2 separate regions of the Mus musculus genome follow, and region 2 is linked to region 1. A link is a contact called in public promoter capture Hi-C data. All regions are on one chromosome and are shown on one strand. Each heading gives the region's core, a stretch centred on a gene start, on an enhancer-like site or on the middle of the called end of the contact. The rest is flanking DNA. Distances are from core to core; before and after follow the strand shown. Region 1 holds the start of F930017D23Rik (RIKEN cDNA F930017D23 gene). Region 2 has its middle 31 kb from the start of 4933404K13Rik.

Region 1 (4,236 bases), core at 1,481-3,980:
CCAGGGCCTTGTGGATGACAGTAAACATGGCACTTCTGAGCTACATCCTAAGTGAGAGAAAGATTTAAGAAGGGAAACATCAGGGGCTAAGAGACGACTCAGCAGCTAAGAGCTGTAGCTGCTCCTTCAGAGGACTTGAGTTCGATTCCCAGCACTCCCAGTTCATAATCACTTGTAGTTCTAGTTCCACGGGATCAAATGTCTTTTTCTGCCTTGCAATGATTGAGGCCAGCCTGAGTTCCAGGACAGTAGGGCTATACAGAGAAACCCTGTCTTGAACCCCCCCCCCCAAAAAAAGACAGTGATTGGTAGTTGAAGAACTGTTTTTTGAAAGCTGTTTTAAGTTACTCTGGGCTCTCTCCTAGTTACAAGAAAAGATCTCTTTCTTCATTTCATGGCTACAGTTTATGTATTCACACTTACATTCTGGTCATGTAACTCATGGCTAAGTTGAGAAGTTGAGTAATGAATGAGCAATGAATGAGTGTTTCGTCACCAAAATTTACATGGCACACAAAAGCAGACAATAGAGGCAAGAAGTGTTTGACACGGTGTCATGAAGTAAAGATGTAAAAGACATGGTTAGAACTAAACACACCCTGAACCACACCCAGGATCACCACTGTCCTTCAACAGACCTTACACCATTCGGGCATCTGACAAATGTGCGTATCTTTTATTTTTCCCTTTTCATAGACCCCACTTAGGGTCGGGTCAGTTATCCAGTATAAAGAATTTCTTTTCTAATTTTGGTATGATGGTCAAAATTCACCATCTTGGGGTGCTTGCTTCTTGATTACCCTTCAGATTAAAACTCAGTTCTAAAGTCAGTTTACATCTGAGAAACTGTAGGAAGTTTCCATATTTATGATTTCTGACGGGAAAGGAACTGTCTCCGAGAGCGAAGGGTCTGAGGCACTTTAGCTGTCCCGCCTCTTGGCAACTGGCAGCAAGGAAGCTTGGTGAGAGGCACACTTGCAGAATGGGTTTACACTTCCTCTCCACAGACATCGGCTCTTCCAGTCAGGCCACCGCGCCCAAGTCACTGCTCACACACCAGAGATGCCTTTCTCTCGTGGCTCAACCTTCTAGAACTGAAAAATCTGTCATTTAAGTGAGAGGCATCTAGGTGGTTTTTCTCAATCTGTCCGTCCCTGCCACCGCTAGCTGTCATGACCTTTGGGAGCTGTGAGTCCTCCTCATCTCTCTCCTTCTAGCTGTCCTTGCCCCTTCCCCCAAAGTATCGCTCCTTAGTTTAATACCATGGCTGCCGTTTGCCTACAAGAGCAGGAATCCCCACTTCCAGTGCTTAAGGCCCTTTCCAATCTGACCCTAGTCCCAAGTTTCAGCCCATCTTCAGCCACATCAGACTGCTTACCATCCTTCAAATACCTTCTTTTTCGTATCTGTGTGACTCTTTCATTTTCTTTTCTCTCTGGTGTGTGGTGTGTGGTGTGTGTGTGTGTGTGTGTGTGTGTGTGTGTGTGTGTGTGTGTGGGCATGCATGCAAGTGTATCTGTGTGTGCAAGTGCACACGAGAAGTGTGTGTATGCTCGTGGAGGTCACGGTACAACCTTAGGCACTATTTACCTGGAGCTTGCCGAGTGGGTTGATCTGAGCTGACCATTGCTCCCCAGAGAGTCACCTGTGTCCACTTTCCCAGCATGTGGATTGCAAGCGTGGTGGATTATGTACCACCACTGCTAGAGATAGAGGAAGGTCTTCTCTAAATCAAAGGAAGAGTTCCTGAGAGACCAGCCATTTAGAAATAGTACCAACCACCATCAGGGTTTTTTTTTTTTTTTTAATTAAAAACATTTTAAATGTAGATCGTGATGATCAAATTCAGGTCCTTCCACCTCTAAGGCAAGCACTTTACTGCCAGGTCCATCCACCCCACTCCTGAACTCAGATCACATTCTTTGTTGTTGTTGTTGTTGTTGAGACAAGTTCTCTCTGTCCCAAGGCTATCCTGGAACACAGTATTCAGTCCATGTTGGCCTTGAACTCAGGCATTAGACACCACCCCTGGCTGTGGCTTCATGATACTTCAATGCATCCATCCAATGTAACCAAGGTGAGGGTGGTCGATCCAGGCTTCTGTTGGCTTTCAGCTTGTTGCCTGCTACCAAATGCTAAAAGATCTTAGCCAAAGGGCCCAACGTTTCTGTTACCCCGGAGTCTTGCCTGTCAGATGGGCTTGATAGTAATGTGACCTATCTCATGGGGTGGGTACAGACTCAAACAAGTTAACACACAAAGCCTCAGTACGAAATCTGGCCCATTGCAATGAATGGACACACTGGCAGGATTATTTCTTGCTAGGGCAGAAAAATTCGTTATGACTTTTCTGTCAACATTGCTGTTCCCTGAAAGAATCTGCCTTCCTCATTTCTTGGGCTATGGCAGAGGGTAGGTAAGCAATGGATGGTAAGTGAAATAGATTACTTTCATACTCTATTACCAGGGTAGCTGGGAAGAGGAAGGGCAGACCTCTGCTAGTCTATTAGGTCTGAAGAGAAGTTGGGACTATTTCTAAATGACTGGTCTCTCAGGACCTCTTTGCATTAGAGAAGAACCTCCCCAGCTATAACAGTGGGGTTCAATGACAGCACACAGCAGGGCCACTTGGGAAACTTGAGAAAATACTCATACTTCTCCCTGCCCAGGAGACTCTGATAAACAGGTCTGGGTGGAGCCCAGTCCTCCGGAGGTTTGAGGAGCTAAGCAGATGATTCTAAAGCACAGCAAAGTTGAGACACTAAATGCTGGGCGTGGGTACGAGCAATGCTGCCATCATTTCAATTGCGGGCTGGGCCAAATCTTTGTGCTCAGCAAAGACCTTTTCACCAGGGGCGTGAATAGAGGTAAGTGAGGTGGCCACTTTCTCCCAGCCCAGTTTGGTTCCTACCCAAAGGGGCATCGCAGTGCTGTGGCTCTGCTCTGTGTGCAGGAATGTCTTCCCTGAAGGCATGGAGATCCACGGAGGGTTGTGCTCTCTTGAGTTGGTGAATAAATAATCAAGGACATTCTTTAGCTGAATGGTACCTCTGAGCAGGAAGTGTGGTCCTACCACAGCAGGTCTTGTTTGAATGGCTGTATGGATTTTGCATGAATCACCCCTGTCCAACGCTGGAGACACCCTTTCCAGAAGATCCTGATTCCAGTCTGCATCCATCAACCAGTTGCAAGGCTCTTGGAAGCATCTCTGGGCTTTTGAGCGATTTCACTCGACCAGGTACTTTCTAGTTTATAAATACGAGAGGATTCCATTCCGCTTAGACAATTCCACGATTGAGAATGGGCTTTCCTTTCCCCAAGCTTACGTAAACTTGCTCTCCAACTCACAGACACTTGGGCATCGAGTTTTTAAGCTGAGCCCACAAAAACGAAGACAAGTTCACTTTTATTATTTCTAGAGACACCATCATCTTTAGTCAGTGACTTGGTGTTTTTTACCCTCCTGTACTTAGTGAGGACTTGGGAGAGATTTCTTCTGATGAATCAACATAATTGACTTTCTAATTAAACACAGTACAACAATTTTAAATTGTTTCATGGAGCTTATGAAAGACAGCTAGTGTCTCAACACTTGTTGAGACACGGGTGCAAATGCAATCAGGAAACGAGGGTTCCCTGTATGATCTTACAATTGCTGCTGTGCTTATCAGTATGTATTAGGGTTTGTATCTACTTATTACAGGTTGTGTATCTCTTATCTGAAAACCTTAGGGGTTGTATTTTATATTTTGGAATATTTGAATACACATGGTTGGATATCTTGGTGATCATACCAACCTCTAAACAGAAAATTGTTTTCATATATATTTTTTAAACACAGACTGAAGCTAAGTGTGTGTGTGTGTGTGTGTGTGTGTGTGTGTGTGTGTGTGTGTGTGATATTTATTAACTTACTGCAACAGAATCTCAGGCATCATAAGCTTCAGAATTGCTGTGTAGCCAAGAGTGGCCTTGAATGCTTGACCAGTTTGCATCCATCTTCTGAGTGCTGGGATTATAGACAAGTGCCATCACACCTGCAATGATGTATTTTAAGTCTTCCTGTGTTTTGACTGTCACATGTCACATGAGGTCAGATTTTGGGCTCAGTGGGCAAGTGTGCTGGCTATTTGTCTTAGGGTTCCATTGCTATGAAGAGACACCATGACCAAGGCAACTCTTGTAAAGGACAACATTTTAATTGGGACTGGCTTACAGTTTCAGGGGTTCAGTTTA
Region 2 (4,421 bases), core at 685-3,184, 260 kb after region 1:
GATACCCTGATTGTGATAGAGCAAAAATAGAGGATAAACTTAAATTTATTGACATAGGCAAGGGCTTTCTGAACAAGAACCCAATAGTGCAGGCATATAGATCAACAATTAATAAGTGGTACCTCATGAAACTAAAAAGTTTCTATATAGAAAAGGACACCATCACACTAACAAAGAGAAAGTTCACAGAATGGAATTTTTTTAAACCAATTATCCACTAGACATAAGGTTATTATCTAAAATATATAAAGAGATAAAATAATTAAGCATAAAAAGACAAGCAATAGAATAAAAATGGAGCATGGAACTAAACAGAGTTCTCAAAATATGAAAAATAAATGAGATGATTTTTAGGTTCATTATCCATAGCCATCAAGGAAATGCACATTAAAACTGTCTTGAGTATTCATCTTTTCCCAATCAAAATATCTTAAGATTAAAAACAAGCAAACAGTAAATATTGGCATGATATGGGGAAAGGAGATTCTTATTCATTGCTAGTGGGCATGCAAACTGGTGCAGCTGCCATGAAAATCAGTGTGGTGGCTCCTCAAAAGCTAAACAGAGACCTACCTCATGATTCAGTTATCGAGTTCCTGGTCTATACTATCTTATACTGTACTGTACTATACTATACTACTCAATGCTCTTGATATCTTACTACAGACACTTGCTTGTTTGTGCCCATTGCTGCTCTGTTCATAATAGCCAGGAAGTGCAAACTGCCGAGGTGTCCATTCACTGTTGGATAGATGGAGGATGAAAATGTGGTACATTTATATGATGGAATATTACTACGATATCAAAAAATGAAAATGGGGCTGAAGAGATGGCTCAGAACTTAAGAGTATTGGCTGCTCTTCCAGAAGACACAGGTTAAATTTCCAGCATCCATGTGGCAGCTCACAAGTATAACTCCAGTTCTTGGGAGTCCAGTACCTTTTTCTGGCCCCCATGGGCACAATATGTACAAGTGCACATACGTGTAGGCAAACACTCAAACACATAATAGATACATCTCAAAAATATTAAATTAAATTATGAAATTTGCAGGGAAATAAACGGAGCTAAAAACAGATATGGCGAGTGAAGGTAAACTCAGGCTCAGAAAGACAAATGCTGCATGCGTTCTCTCATTTGTAGATGTTAGCTTTGACTCTTTAGATATGTTTGTTTCATTTGGAATACCACAGAGGTCAGGAAACTACTAAGAGGTCATGGAGAGGGGCTTTCAGCAGAGGAAACAGAGACTGCGGGTGTAAAAGTTTAAAAGAGAATTGTAGAACAAGAAGGGATAAATTGGGGTGGGGAGAAGAGGGAAGAATGAAAGAGGGAACTGGGAAGGGATAAATAACACTCACTATCTGTCAACAGGTTGCAATGAGAGCTACATCTGTAGAAACTTCCTAAAGTACAACTGCATACATGCATTTAGTAAAGATAGGAAAGGTAGATTTCTCCTATAGCAGAGCAACAATGTACACCCAAGACACGAGAGGCTAACAAATAAAAATGGCAGTGGCTCTTCAAAAAATTTATTATTATTATTATTATTATTATTATTATTATTATTATTATTATTTTGGGGTTGCTGGCCAGTGCGGTTCCAGACATCACAGGCAATAGCCAGTGCTGCTTGTCATTCTCTAGAACCCGATGGTAAGACCGCTGCTGGAGACAGCACATACTTGCATCACAGATCTTATTGAAATCAAGGTGGTATACACTTAGAAATTTCATTTCTATAGGCTATCCAGAGGAGAAAAGAAAGCATACCCAGCTGTAAAGCCTGTGAGCTACGGTAACATCGGACTGAACAAGACACGCCCACTAATGATGTCACGGGTGTAACCAACCACTCTCTCAGGCTTGCTCCACAAAGAGGAGCTCATACCTGGCCTATTATCAGGCTGAGAACCTGTGGTCAGACAGATCATAGGCCATAGAGAGAACCTATTACTATTGAACATCCCCCTACCCCTCCCCGCATCAAGGAGTGCTGTCTTCTGGACCGCGGAGCACAGATCATGCCCAAACACCAGTTTTCAACACAAAGAGATCCTTTGTCAAGCAAGATGGAGCTACAATGGCTGAATCTGAATCAGACAGAAACAGCGGCAGGTGACTTGGCAGGGGTGGCTTTTAAGGAGAAAAAAAGAGAAAGAAGTCCGTGCTAGGATGAGTTGGTAAGTCCTGAGTGGACATGTTAGTTAATGTAGCCAGACAGGGAAGTTTGATAGCTGGACCTTGGTGGTCAGCCTCAGGAATGAGGAAGTAACCAGATAAGGAGCCAGGTCTTGGTGGCCAGTTTCAGGAATGAGGAAGTGGCTAGATAAGGAAGTCTAGTGGTTTAGCAAGGAGAGAGGAGGGGAGGCCATGTTTGCCGTGGTTGGGCCTGTTAGGGTCACTCAACTATTATTCTGAGAAATTGGCATAGTACTAAAACATCATAATGATCAACAGAGTCCCACAACTGGCTAACAGTGCAGAAGATAAGAGACTGTAGAAAGCTCAGCCCTACAAGGAACATGTATACCACTCCCCCCTCCAGAGGCGCAGGGTCATTGTGGAAGAGGGAATGGGAAAATTGCTAAGAGCCAGAGGTGGTGGGGTGATAACAAGGGAACAGTGTCCCTGGACACAGCAGAACAGCACACATGTGCTCACGGTGGCTACCGACAGCATACACAAGGCTGTACGAGCCCAAGCCAGATCAAATCCAGCACGAGAAGGGAGATGGGCATGAAGTTCCACCCCTAGCCGAGGAACTATTGCCAACTGCTAGCTGCTGAAAGGGAAGGGTCAGTTTTCTACAAGAGTGTAGCCCTTCAGGAGGCAGGAGCAGGTGTTAGTTCAAGGCCAGCCTTGTTTATGAATGGGTTCCAGGACAGGCAGAGCTATGTAGCGAGACCTTGCCTCAAAAAAACAATAACAGTCTTCTGAGATCGGGAGGGATTTGTGACCCTGGCCAGGCTGGCTTTTCTGCTTCCCTAATGCTGTCTCAGGTCCCATGCGATTGGATTGGGATAGAAGTTGTGTTCCACTCACTGGTGGTCCCAAGATCGTGTGGAGAGACCTCTAGGGGACCTTGGGGGTGTCTGACGACTCAGCGCCCAAGGTGACCCCTACTTTATGTTTTTGAAAATGCTTCGATCTCCCTTCTAGCCCACCACCCACCAGAGGTAGGGAAAAGAAAGGGTAATAGGAAACAAGGCTGTGGACCTGTTTAGAAATAGTTCTTTGTCAGAACTATTTTTAAAATTTTTGTTGTCAGAAGTCCAGTCCACTAGTAAAACACCAAACATGAATCAGTAGTAGCTGCTCGATCCAGAAGAAACTGTGAGGATCTGCTCATTGGCACTTTGAGACTGTGGAAGCGACCAGAATACCACCAGAAGTTCTTTGGTGAATTTCTCTCCATTAAATCATTACAGGCGATCAGCAAAGAAAGCAAGGGGAACCAATGCAAGAGAATTGTCCACTGCGTGTTGGGTTTTAATCAAACTCTTTCCAAACATCATGTGCCCTCTCAAGCATCGGCACCAGCAAACCATCACATGCCCTTCATTAGGCAGCTTCCAGAAAAACACCTTATGTGTGTGGTTGTTCTCAGCGAAACATCCTCTCATGTGTCTGCTTTAGTAAAACATCCTCTCCATAAGACCGTTTCCAGAAAAACATCACATGACACAACTGAGCCTCCAAAGAAATCAGAAATTCCCACTTCACATCAACATGGCCTCTGCCTGAAGCAGGGCCATAGACTCCAACATGGCTGTTGGTATATCCAGAAGATGTTCCAACTGGTAAGAAGGGCACATGCTCCACTATGTTCTTAGCAGCCTTATTTATAATAGCCAGAAGCTGGAAAGAACCCAGATGCCCCTCAACAGAGGAATGGATACAGAAAATGTGGTACATTTACACAATGGAGTACTACTCAGCTATTAAAAAGAATGAATTTATGAAATTCCTAGGCAAATGGTTGGACCTAGAGGGCATCATCCTGAGTGAGGTAACCCAATCACAAAAGAACTCACCTGATATGTACTCACTGATAAGTGGATATTAGCCCAGAAACTTAGAATACCCAAGATATAAGATACAATTTGCAAAACACATGAAACTCAAGAAGAATGAAGACCAAAGTGTGGACACTTTGCCCCTTCTTTGAATTGGGAACAAAACACCCATGGTAGGAGTTACAGAGACAAAGTTTGGAGCTGAGACAAAAGGATGGACCATCTAGAGACTGCTATACCCGGGGATCTATCCCATAATCAGCCTCCAAACGCTGACACCATTGCATACACTAGCAAGATTTTGCTGAAAGGACCCTGATATAGCTGTCTCTTGTGAGACTATGCTGGGGCCTAGCAAACACAGAAGTGGATGCTCACAGTCAGCTATTGGATGGAACA

The links. Promoter capture Hi-C pulls out the DNA fragments that hold promoters and counts their contacts.
Region 2: a promoter capture Hi-C map of neutrophils shows a contact between it and region 1, with 6 times the contacts expected there. The contact joins the enhancer-like site here to the promoter of F930017D23Rik in region 1. A contact is called at or near these places in 12 of 39 promoter capture datasets (the 3T3-L1 cell line, 3T3-L1-derived adipocytes, the C10 cell line and 10 more), 2 of 15 datasets of contacts at CTCF or cohesin (the NIH/3T3 cell line and large pre-B cells), 3 of 484 Hi-C or Micro-C datasets (bone marrow-derived macrophages, macrophages and nephron progenitors), 15 of 115 datasets of contacts at active chromatin or transcription factors (the SCID.adh cell line, bone marrow-derived macrophages, craniofacial prominence and 11 more) and 3 of 9 other capture datasets (adipose tissue, embryonic stem cells and liver).

The regions. Positions count from the first base shown.
Region 1 is chr10:43,590,697-43,594,932 of GRCm38.p6, forward strand. It overlaps F930017D23Rik (RIKEN cDNA F930017D23 gene), which reads left to right and starts at 2,731. Exons shown (of 3, transcript NR_033558.1): 1 at 2,731-2,867.
Region 2 is chr10:43,854,262-43,858,682 of GRCm38.p6, forward strand. No RefSeq gene overlaps it. Among named protein-coding and RNA genes, the nearest start is that of 4933404K13Rik, 31 kb to the left of the region's middle. Within about 2 kb of position 1,935, at least 63 of the 459 cell types and tissues checked have an H3K27ac peak or open chromatin away from gene starts, as enhancers often do. A contact at or near this core is called in the HPC-7 cell line, bone marrow-derived macrophages and neutrophils, where this site is marked.